Regions from separate parts of the Zea mays genome. Here regions 1 and 2 are each linked to region 3. Evidence: chromatin contacts called from public Hi-C data. All regions are on one chromosome and are shown on one strand. Each heading gives the region's core, a stretch centred on a gene start, on an enhancer-like site or on the middle of the called end of the contact. The rest is flanking DNA. Distances are from core to core; before and after follow the strand shown.

What was found. Hi-C and Micro-C count contacts between places; a contact is called where the count stands out from the background.
Region 1: a Hi-C map of ear shows a contact between it and region 3, with 2.9 times the contacts expected there. The contact joins the promoter of LOC103632450 here to the promoter of LOC100281055 in region 3. A contact is called at or near these places in 3 of 25 Hi-C or Micro-C datasets (ear, leaf and tassel).
Region 2: a Hi-C map of ear shows a contact between it and region 3, with 4 times the contacts expected there. The contact joins the promoter of LOC100276550 here to the promoter of LOC100281055 in region 3. A contact is called at or near these places in 10 of 25 Hi-C or Micro-C datasets (bundle sheath, ear, endosperm and 3 more) and 1 of 3 datasets of contacts at active chromatin or transcription factors (seedling).

Annotation. Positions count from the first base shown.
Region 1 is chr1:24,109,265-24,112,682 of Zm-B73-REFERENCE-NAM-5.0, forward strand. It overlaps LOC103632450 (30S ribosomal protein S10, chloroplastic), which reads left to right and starts at 1,349. Exons shown (of 3, transcript XM_008654259.2): 1 at 1,349-1,652; 2 at 1,837-1,893. The coding sequence starts at 1,467. It also overlaps the pseudogene LOC118473496 and the pseudogene LOC103632438.
Region 2 is chr1:24,090,587-24,094,104 of Zm-B73-REFERENCE-NAM-5.0, forward strand. It overlaps LOC100276550, which reads left to right and starts at 1,676. Exons shown (of 8, transcript NM_001407010.1): 1 at 1,676-2,031; 2 at 2,905-2,959. The coding sequence starts at 1,928.
Region 3 is chr1:23,821,416-23,824,694 of Zm-B73-REFERENCE-NAM-5.0, forward strand. LOC100281055 (sorbitol transporter) reads right to left here and starts at 1,269. Exons shown (of 2, transcript NM_001153974.1): 1 at 1,061-1,269; 2 at 1-967. The coding sequence starts at 1,202.

The DNA of each region.
Region 1 (3,418 bases), core at 99-2,598, 290 kb after region 3:
TTGTTACGCAAACACTTTGTGTGGAATGTATTTTCATTTAATGCTATATTGGTTGATTAGAACTGAGTCATCTTCTCTCTGCTACATAGCCAACAAATCTATTTGCTAACAATCTTCCTCAGAAAAAAATAGCAGGAAAGGAAAGAACTTTAAAAGTACCTGGCAAATATCTGAAACTTGGTATACTATTCATGTCACACTAATTTTATCAATCACAACCAATTCACCTTCTGTCTTCTATGTGAACAGGAAATCTCTACACCTAGCAATCTTCCTCAAAAGAGATAGGAAAATGCATCAAAATGCTTGGCGAATCTCTGAAACTGAGTCAACCACTTAACAGCAACTCAATAGCTATTCATATGCCCCGATTTTTGCAGCTTGCTCTAGGTGAATAAATTTGCTCAGGTGTCAGATGATCTGAACTTACTGTAGCATTATGCAGAAAACCAATCTCCGTTTTTGAAATATTGTATGTCGACTCTTAAGGAACTTGCAGCTCATATTGGTGAGGTGGTTGTTAATAAGTGCTTATCTGCTGCTGCTAAATCTGGCATGTTTGTCAGCTTGAGGACAAGCGCAAAACTCTGGCAGAGATCTGTAAGGTTACTGCTCTCACAGAAGTCACCAAATTCCCCTTTCTCAACCTCTCCTAAATCTGATCGGGACAAGACGAACGTTCATGGATTCAACCTTAATGAGGCATCACGTGCTATGAATTCTGATAGAACAGTCATCACAGCGAAACCAACTTTTGGTGATCGATTGTCGAACAAATCAAATACAGTTCCATCTCCCAGCACCAGCAGGCAGCTTAACCAGGGGGGGGGGGGGGGGGGGGGGGGGGGGGGGGGGGGGGGGCTGCTACTGCAACCGTTCCATCATATTCAAGGCTTCGTGGGCAGCAGTCGGGCTTAGATCTTGTAGCTGCTCTCAAGGGGATTGGGAAAAAGGAGTGCTGGGGATTGTGGTGATGGCCGGGATAAAGAAGGGAAGTGAATAGCTGGTGCTCTGTAGATGTATGTCTGTAGTAGAGTTAGTTTGGCCACCTCTATGGCTCATCATTCTGTATTTCTTTTGCCTCGTGCCAGGAGCTGTGAATGTAGCTTCTCCTATTTGAGCGCTGGTATGGACAGTCTATCCAGGCAAGAAGAAGGTAACTGATTGTTCCTTGAAACGATCAAGTTTATGCCAGCCAGATCGACACTTTTAGCTGAGGTCACAGTAATATCCAATTCCACGATCTTCCTTTCCGAACAAATCATTCATGATCTTCTTCGAAAGTAATGCTAGAGGAGACAGAACTCGCCCATGTTTGCCACCAGACACCTCGCTTTGAAAGTAACAAAGCTGGAGGGGCTCGAGCGCAAATGCCCCTGGAACCGGATAACACACCGCGATAGCGAAGCAGAGGTCTTCCAAAACCCAACGCGGCAAACGGCTTCCTCACCCCCCCTCCCCTCGCCATGGCCGTCCCCACCTCCACCTCCTCCCCGCTCCCCCTCCTCTTCCTCCATCGCTGCACCGCAAACTCTAGCCCCTCGGTTCTCTCCTTCCCGTCCTCCCTCCGCGGCGCGTCCCTCCGCTCCCGGGCCGCGGCCGCACCGCCCGCAGAGACCCTCTCTGACGACGGCATCCCCGACGCGCCACCGGTACGTGACTGAACTGATATTGCCGTGTCTTTTCGCACACGCAGAGTCCAAAACCTGCGAATTTCATGATGGCGTGTACCGCTTGGTTATGGGGGTTACAATTACATGGCGACATTGGTTCAGTTGGCACACTCGTTAGACCTTGTTCATTCGGTGACTAAAATTGTTAACCTCGCGCTTTCAGGAAGGGGCAGGAACGGGAATTCCGTTGCCATCGTCGATTGGGGATGATGGGGAGCAGGTACCTTCCATAGCAGTTAAAAATTTCCCAGATTATTATGTTACCGAATCTTTTGTTCTGATATTGTTGCTTCCTTGATCGAATGAACTGTGAAAAGTTATAACCATAAACCATACAACATGTTTCTCTTTTATTGCTGCATAGCAGTGCACATTTTACTTGTGATTGTTTAATCACAATAAATGGAGAGCACGATGTGCTCTGGGTATTTGTGTAAATGGCATTTAGAAATCGTTCAGGACGCAATGCAATGATGCTAGACAATATCAGTCAGCACATTCGTTTAAGCCGTTAATCTTAGTGTAAACTGTTCTTAACGTGAGTGTGACTTGGACTTCAAAAATGTATGTTTTTGTAGAAGTCCATATCACGTTAGACAGTTTAGCATCCTTAATGCTTAAGCCATGCATAGTTACCAGCACATGATTGAAGAGACTATGTGGGAAATTCATTTCGTTTGTCCTTTAAATCATTCCTATCAGACTAGAATGAGGATATCTGAGGGTCTATGGTGGTTTAGCTTTCCAGATTCTACTTAGCAGTTGAAAGCTTGCTGGATCAAACTTTCAAAGTTTTCTGCCTATTAATGCTCTGTTCCTCCTTGGAATTATTTGACGTACTTGAAAAATGGTGGACGGCGTGGGAGAGGGGGAGGGGCAGCATAGGGAGAGGGAGGGAGGGAGCAATAACTCTATTCTTGCTTAGACTGAAATAGTTATTTGCCCCTATATTTAATTATTTATAGTTCCTATAGGACTTGTATCCCAAGCATCATTCTTATAGATTTGTAATCTTGTTTCCTAACAAACCAATCTTCTTTCTTAAACAAACTCTATCATTATTTTCTAAACAAGCTATATTTTATTTATTCCAAGCTTATTGAAGATTACCTTTGAGTTTCCATCTATTCCGGATTCTCCAGTGCGGGAGGGATTCTAGGGGCAGTAGAGGCCGCGGCTCATCAGGGCCTGGTGTTGGGCCTCAGTTGGGCCACTAGGCCCGACATGGTGGCCCATATTTAGGCCTGTGAGGCTGTGACATACTGACTCATGACTGAAGCCTAGTATCATTTGGCCATCGAAAGAAAGCAAAAAAAAAAAAGACAGCAGTTGTCTCAAGCGCTCAGCAACCATGGACCATGAATTCCTTATTGTCTTTACCTCGCTGTAATTGCGCCCACTGTGGTAGTCAGTGTGTTCCCCTGAACAGTTAGCAATATCTAACTGTGTTGTTGTGTTTACAATTTGACAAGTTATGCAATTCCTCTTGCTTGTCTCCCTAGGAACCTCCATGGTACTGTCATTGAACTGTTGGAGTCGAGTTGAGATGCTTCCTTCATTCTAAAATATATAATGTCAATGTGTGTGCTCAGCCTTTTAAACTTGTATAAACTTATTTACTTTTCTCACATGGAAATGGTCAAATTGTAAACAGGACAAAGGTGTGTTTTGAAGATCCATGTCCAAAATGGCTATTAAGTAGTAAAATTAAATAGAGCTAACACTGTATAATCTGTCATTGAGGC
Region 2 (3,518 bases), core at 426-2,925, 270 kb after region 3:
ATGGTACAGGGATAATATCGCCTTTTCTCTTTCTTCCTTGACGCATAAGATTTTAGCTTCTCCTTCGTCCTGCGTCTTTGTCGCACGTATATACATACGCTCTTTTATTCACTGCTCCAACTGAAGGCCAGCTTTGTCCTATCCTTTAGTGCATACATGAAACACATTTACATACAGCAGAGAAAAAAATGTTTTGAGATACCTACCAAGTTCGAGGTAATTTTTTTTTAAACTCACGCGAACGTGATGAGGCCACCGTCCACAATAACCCAACCACAGCACTAGCGCATGCATGCCCTTTGTTTACTACAGTTAGCGAGGACCTTCTTACTAGTGAGTTCAGACTCTCTTCAACAGCCCCGCGAGCTCACCCTCTCCTTCGTATAGAGGCTACAACTTACTCTAAGGCTTAGTTTGGGTACTCTAGTATTAACTTCAATCCACGTACGTTAAAGTGTATTAGGGTATAACTTAAATTAATTTATACCTCAATCCACCTCAACACATATAGATTGGGATCAATACTAGAGTATCCAAACAAAACCTAAGTTGCTATTTGGTTCGTCAGTTTTGCTCCGGGGTCGGATTACAGAAAAAGTTGATTACGTAACTCGTATTTGGTTCCAGCATGAAGTAAACAGATACCGCGTAATCAGATTCAGAGCGCTTGTTCAAGTGGTGATAACGCCACATCGTTAGACAAAAATGAAACAGATCCCTTTGCTGCAACTTCCCGTTTCCTCGGACGTTTTTCAAACCAAACAATCGCCGGTTTTTGTTACATTTTTTCAGATCACAGCGGCATCCACTACATTTCCATTTGCGTTTACGTAATCCTAACCAAACAACATCTCAGAGCATCTCCAATAGACCACGTTAAAACTCCGCAAAACCAGTTTTAGGGGTAAATCCTATTTGTTCATGCTCCAACAGAGGCCCGTTCGTGAGTCGTATTTATGCGCGACCCGAAAAACACGACCGCGTCCCACATATATGCATGAGGCTGAAAACTTTCCCAATCACCTGAGCACGCGAAACCTGGTGAGTTCCCGTCGAGATTGCGTTGGTGGATCCTCGAAACCTGGAGAGCACGCAAAATCTAGTATGCAGCAAAAATAAATATGTTCATCGACAATGCATAATTGAGCCAATGGTAGAGGCTAACTGGGCCAACAACAACACCTGGAATTTTTAAATAGTAGCCCAGTTTTGTTTAAGCATTCTTTTTTGCGGGAACTACTAGAGTTATACTTTGTTTAGAGCATCTCCAAAAGCTTCCCAGAAGTCTCCCCTAAATCTATTTTTTGGGGAAAAACACAAAAACATGTCTCTAACAGTTCTCCTAAAGCGCCCCCAACTTTTTCATAGCCCTTAAAACTCCCTCATTTGTAGCTACAAATGAGGGGTTTTTTGGGCTCCCCAGAAACAAATTGCTGCTTTAAGGGATCTGTTGGAGAAAGGATTAAAATTTACCCCCACTTATTATTTAGATGTCCCTTAAAACTGATTTTGAGGAGTCGTTTTATGGAGAGCTCTTGGAGATGCTCACCATAAACAAGATTTAGTACGCCCCCATAATCATTTTTTTGGGGAAATTTTTGCATTTCCTTTTGGAGATGCTCAAAGATATTAATCATACAATCAGATTCAGTCCATTCCCTAGCTATAGTTAATATGAAAAATCCCGAGTAGGTAATTCAAACACGCCCCACCCAATAGGTGAATCTTTCGAAGTGTGGAATTATCCCCTTTCTTCAGTCCTAGAATCGATGCCTAAGAAAAAGGTTATATCTATTAAAATGCTCAACCCATTCATGCGATTCAATCCTCTGCTCTCCTCGTCGGAAGAGGATCCATTCAGCCGCTTCGGGGCCGTTTGGGTTCCTTGGATCTGCAACTGTAGCGTCCGCCTTCACGCGCGGCGCTGATGCTGCCGTGCCTCCGCCTCCACGCCCGGTTCTGTTGCTGCCGTGACGCCGCCGGGCTCGGGGGAAGCGCGTGGCACCACTCGTCGCTTGCCTGCACCTGCAGGTTCAACTCGCTTGTGCGTTCCTCCCTCCCGTTTCCTCTCCGTAAAAAGTTGCTTTTACCAGCAGGCTTGGCCCGTGCCCGTGGTTTCTGCGTGAACGCGGGTCGCATGCCAAGTATTCGGGGAAATGTGCGTGTGTCATTTGAATTCCCTCTGCCTAGTGTTTGTGCATCTGGCATTTGATTTTCCTCTCGGCCCTCTCTCATGCTACCACGCGTTTGGTGTCGTTTCACCTGCTGCAGCCACGTCATTGCGACCCTCAAATAGCTAAACCGTTTTAGAAAGAATAATAGTAGTAGTACGTAAGTGGAGAACCTTTATATAGAAAACGAAAAGGGAAGGTGAATTATTTATCAATTATGTGAAGCCTCTCTCTGAAAACAAACAAGGGATGTCAAAACTCAACAGGACAACCGGGTCACGTCGATGTGATATGACTATATGAGGCACCAGCTTATGGATCTTTCTGTGCCTACTACCGTTTTTGCCTAGTCCAGCAGTCCAGCCCTGGCCACAATTAAGGTTTCTCTAATTTGACTGCCACAGGCACCTGGTTTTCTTGCTGCTTCCGCTGTTTCTTCCTCAACCTCTCCAGCTCAGCTGCCGCAGGCTGCGACTGCCATGGATTCCAAATCCATGTTAGTGTTCTTGCCCGTCTCCCTTTCCGTTTCGTTTCTCTTTGCAGTTTGCTGGCCTCCCTTGTTTGTTTGTGTTAATGTTGATTCGATCTCTGGTTGAGAAAATAAGTAGACAGGTGGAAGGAAAAGTTCAGTACAATTTGCAATAGTTTGGACATTCATATATTTGGGTATTGATGTGCCCTACCTCCATTGCCCCCTTTTCTTCAGAATAATTCTCTCATGGTTCTTGTTCAGGGAAGCATTTGTGGCAAGTGAGGCCTCCGTCTTCATGAATCAGCCCCCTCCACATGTATGTATGCTGATGAATTGGTCTCCTTTTTCTGCTATTCTTGCACCTTTTGCCTCTTATTTATAGTATAGGTTTAGACTGATTTTAGGAGAGACTTCTATCTAGTCAATGGAAGAAACATCATAGAAAAAAATATACACTTGTTAACCCATGTCTTTCTTTTATTTTAAGTGTACTTCTTGATGAGGTTTCTATGAGTTGCACATTTCTTATAACCTTTGCTAAAAGTTTATTTGACATTTGTGATCACCTTAGCTGAAAATCCAGAAGTTTCCAGCTCTGTCAGATTTCAAAGTATGACAACAATAGCAACCGTTTTCATTAATGCAAAACCCTGAAATTGTCTGCTGAGTCTGATATATATAGTGGAATCTGCACTAAGTTAGTTTATAATAGAGGCTTCCTGCTCAGCCATATCCTCATTTTTCATGTGTTTGCTTGACAACTGAGAGTTGGAATTTGTGAGGTAATATTATGGTACATTAGCAAAATGAATGATGTGATGAGGCAACCGTAGAATTATCAGTTGTTGTCATGCAACCCCAGAATGGCACTGTTG
Region 3 (3,279 bases), core at 19-2,518:
ATCCCGCCCGCGCTTGTGAGCAGCAGCGGTCTCCGCCCGACGCGGTCGAGGAAGAACGTGGCCACCAGGATGAACAGCGTCTTGGTCGCGCCCACCGCCATGGTGGCGCCCAAAGAGTTGTTGTTCGACCTAAGCCCAGCCTTCTCGAACACCCGCGGGCTGTACAGCACCACGGAGTCGATGCCGGAGGCCTGCTGGAAGAACTGGAGGCCGAGGCAGGCGATGAGTATGCGGCGGACGGGCGGCGTCGGGCGGATGAGGAGGTCCCTCCACACCCCTTCGCCATGGCTGCCCTTGTTCCTGCGGGCGACCACCACCACGTCGTCGTCGTTGTCGCCGACGCCGTCTGGGATGCCGATGGCATTCTTGATGTCGGCGAGCCGCTCCTCGGCCTCGGCGGGGGAGTTGGAGGTCTTGGCCAGCACGCGGCGCGCGTCGCCGATGCGCCCCTGCATGACGAGCCACCGCGGCGACTCCGGCATGGCGAGGACCCCCAGTGCGAGGAAGATAGGCGGGACGGCGCCGACGAGGAACATGACGCGCCAGCTGAGGTGCACGGGGAGGCCGTGGAAGGCGTAGTTGGAGACATACCCGAGGAGCACCCCCGTGTTGATGAACACCTCCGGGAAGGACGTGAGCAGGCCGCGCGCCGACGTGGGCGAGACCTCGGCCGTGTACACGGGTGCGATCATGAGCGCGTATCCGACGCCGACGCCCGCCACGAAGCGGCCAAGCATGAGGATCGTGTAGCTCGGGGCGAGGCCCATGATGAGCGCGCCCGCGAAGAAGATGGCCGCCGCGAGCACCATGGTGTACCGCCGGCCGAGCCAGTCGGACGTCCGGCCCGCCGCGAGCGAGCCGACGAGCGAGTAGATATTGATGATGCCGGCGAGGATCTCGATCTGCGTGTCCGTGATCTTGAGGTCCTGCTTCATGAATAGCTGCGCTCCGCTCATCACCGACACATCTGCATACAAATAGCATGAGGCGCACGTACGCGTGCTGCATATGGCAACGGCCAACGGGTGCATGGAATTGTATGCATCATGCGTGCGCGTACCGTAGCCGAGGAGGATGGAGTTCATGGAAGCGAGGACGGCGCAGGCGAGGGCGTACTTGTTAAGCGGTGGGCGCTTTGCCGGCGCCTCGGGGGCTGGGATGCCGCCGTCGTCGGCGGCGTCGTGCTGCTTGGAGTTGGACATGGCGAAACGGAGGACACGCGCGCCCGGGTGGAGAGCGGGATGTGGCTCTCGTTCGACACTACTTGCTGTGTCCAGTGCCACTGTCTCTTCTCACACACTTATGGCCGGCCGGTCTTCGTTTGAAAGAATGCTGATGTCGCCATTCTTGAGTAGAAAAATGCCGTGACGATCAAACACTTCAAAACAGCAGTGGTACTGATTTGTGGTTTAGGATTATTCTTCCTGTGCCGTCCTTTGTGCAAGGGGCAGAAGGTGACTGAAAGAGTACGGAGCTGTAGCGGTCAAGGATGTAAAACGACAGTTTTGTTTGACCACCAACCGTGGCAAAAGACCAAACAAGTGGGACTGAAATTTCTAAGATGGTAAAGCACAATGATAGACAATAAAAGGCGAATAATTGTGGAAAATTAAAAATAATCATAGCACCTCCTCCTAATCTTAAAACCAATTTAATTCAACTGATCAAAATACATAACTTCGATCGACTTAATGTTTTAACAAATTAAATTAGACAAAATTATACAACTAACCTAACTGAATGACATTGATCGGACTTTCGGATCTAGGCATATTAACGAAACAAGATCGTTGTGATTGAGAATGAGTTGTGACAGAGAATGACAAAAACCAATCAAACCCTAATTTCGTGATAAACTAAGAACCATAAAAGATTAATTATATAAAGTTTGCATGTTACTAACTTGATGCCTTAGCAATGATCTAGATGATTCAAATCAATAGTAACAACTGAAATTATTAGATCAATCTAGAAATAAACACATGCAAATAATGAAGAGAGAGAGAGGAACAAGATTACGACACTAATCTTGGATGAACATTACCTTAATCATCAAAATTGTATGTACAAAATGCTCTACAAAAGCACCAAAAGTTTTTCTCTCGAAATCTCCATAATCTCTATATTAATCTAATCTATTAGATCTAATTTATTGCTCTCTAATCTGCTATCTCAAAAATGAAAAACATCTCCTATTTATAAGGAGAATAAAGTTCAATTTAGCCCAGCTAGCCTCTCGCCATGGGCCGCAAGCCCCACCTAGGCTGCAACTCCGAGTGGGCTGAGCGCCCTGGTATTGCTTATTCACACTAGCCCGCTAGGCCCACAGGGCAACTACCCAACACCAAGCTCCCACCACTGGGTCGACCAACCCATGTCGCCCGCCCCTAGCTAGCTTAGCCAACCACCTCCATGTACGAGTGAGCCGCTTGGCCGAACAGGTTGCCAGCCCTAGACGACTAGGCCGGCTTGGCCACCTGGCTACTAGCTGAGCCAGCCAACTGGGAGCCTTTTTTCTTTTAGACACATCAAGCATGTCTCAATTGCATGTAACTGTCAAATGCATCGATGGCTGGTTCAAACGTCCTGCATAACAACTTTGACCGGTAGCACCTCAGTTCCTCCCAAACTTAGTCCCTAAACCAAGTTTTCGTACCTTATTTTCTCCCTAAACTTAGTCCATAAAACTAGTTTTATCCTTGTTAGTCACATTTCACATCAGCCAACACCTAACATTATTGTTGATGTCATAATGGACACTATGTTCATGTGTGTGTGATACTTGCTTGTTTGCGCTCTATCTCCTCCTAGTTTAGCTCAAGCTTGATGTGCTCATCCTTAAGGTTAGCTTGCTAGGTGTTGGGGACTTGTTCTCAAATGCTATGAATTAAGAACAAGGCAACATAAAATGTTAAATGTTAATGCCCTTCACCCGCTGAAGCATTATTTCCTCAAGGATTTAATGAACTTCGGACGAAGGTTAAAAACGGAACAATTACGAAGGATGAATCTTCGTAATTGAACTCTCAGAAATTATATAAAACAATACGAGATATGAATCATTAAAGACAAATAAATTATAAGTAAACGACATCATTTTTATATTATTGTCGGCGTTTCGAGACCGGGGGTCCCTCGGGCCGACGAGTGAGTGCCGCGTGCCCCAGCCCAGATGGGTCGAGCGCGTGGGCGAGCGCGAAGGGGGGAAGGAGCGAGGCGGCCGGAGACCGGCGTGAGAGAGGTGGGAATCCCGCGGCCTTCGTGTTCGTCCCGCGCCCA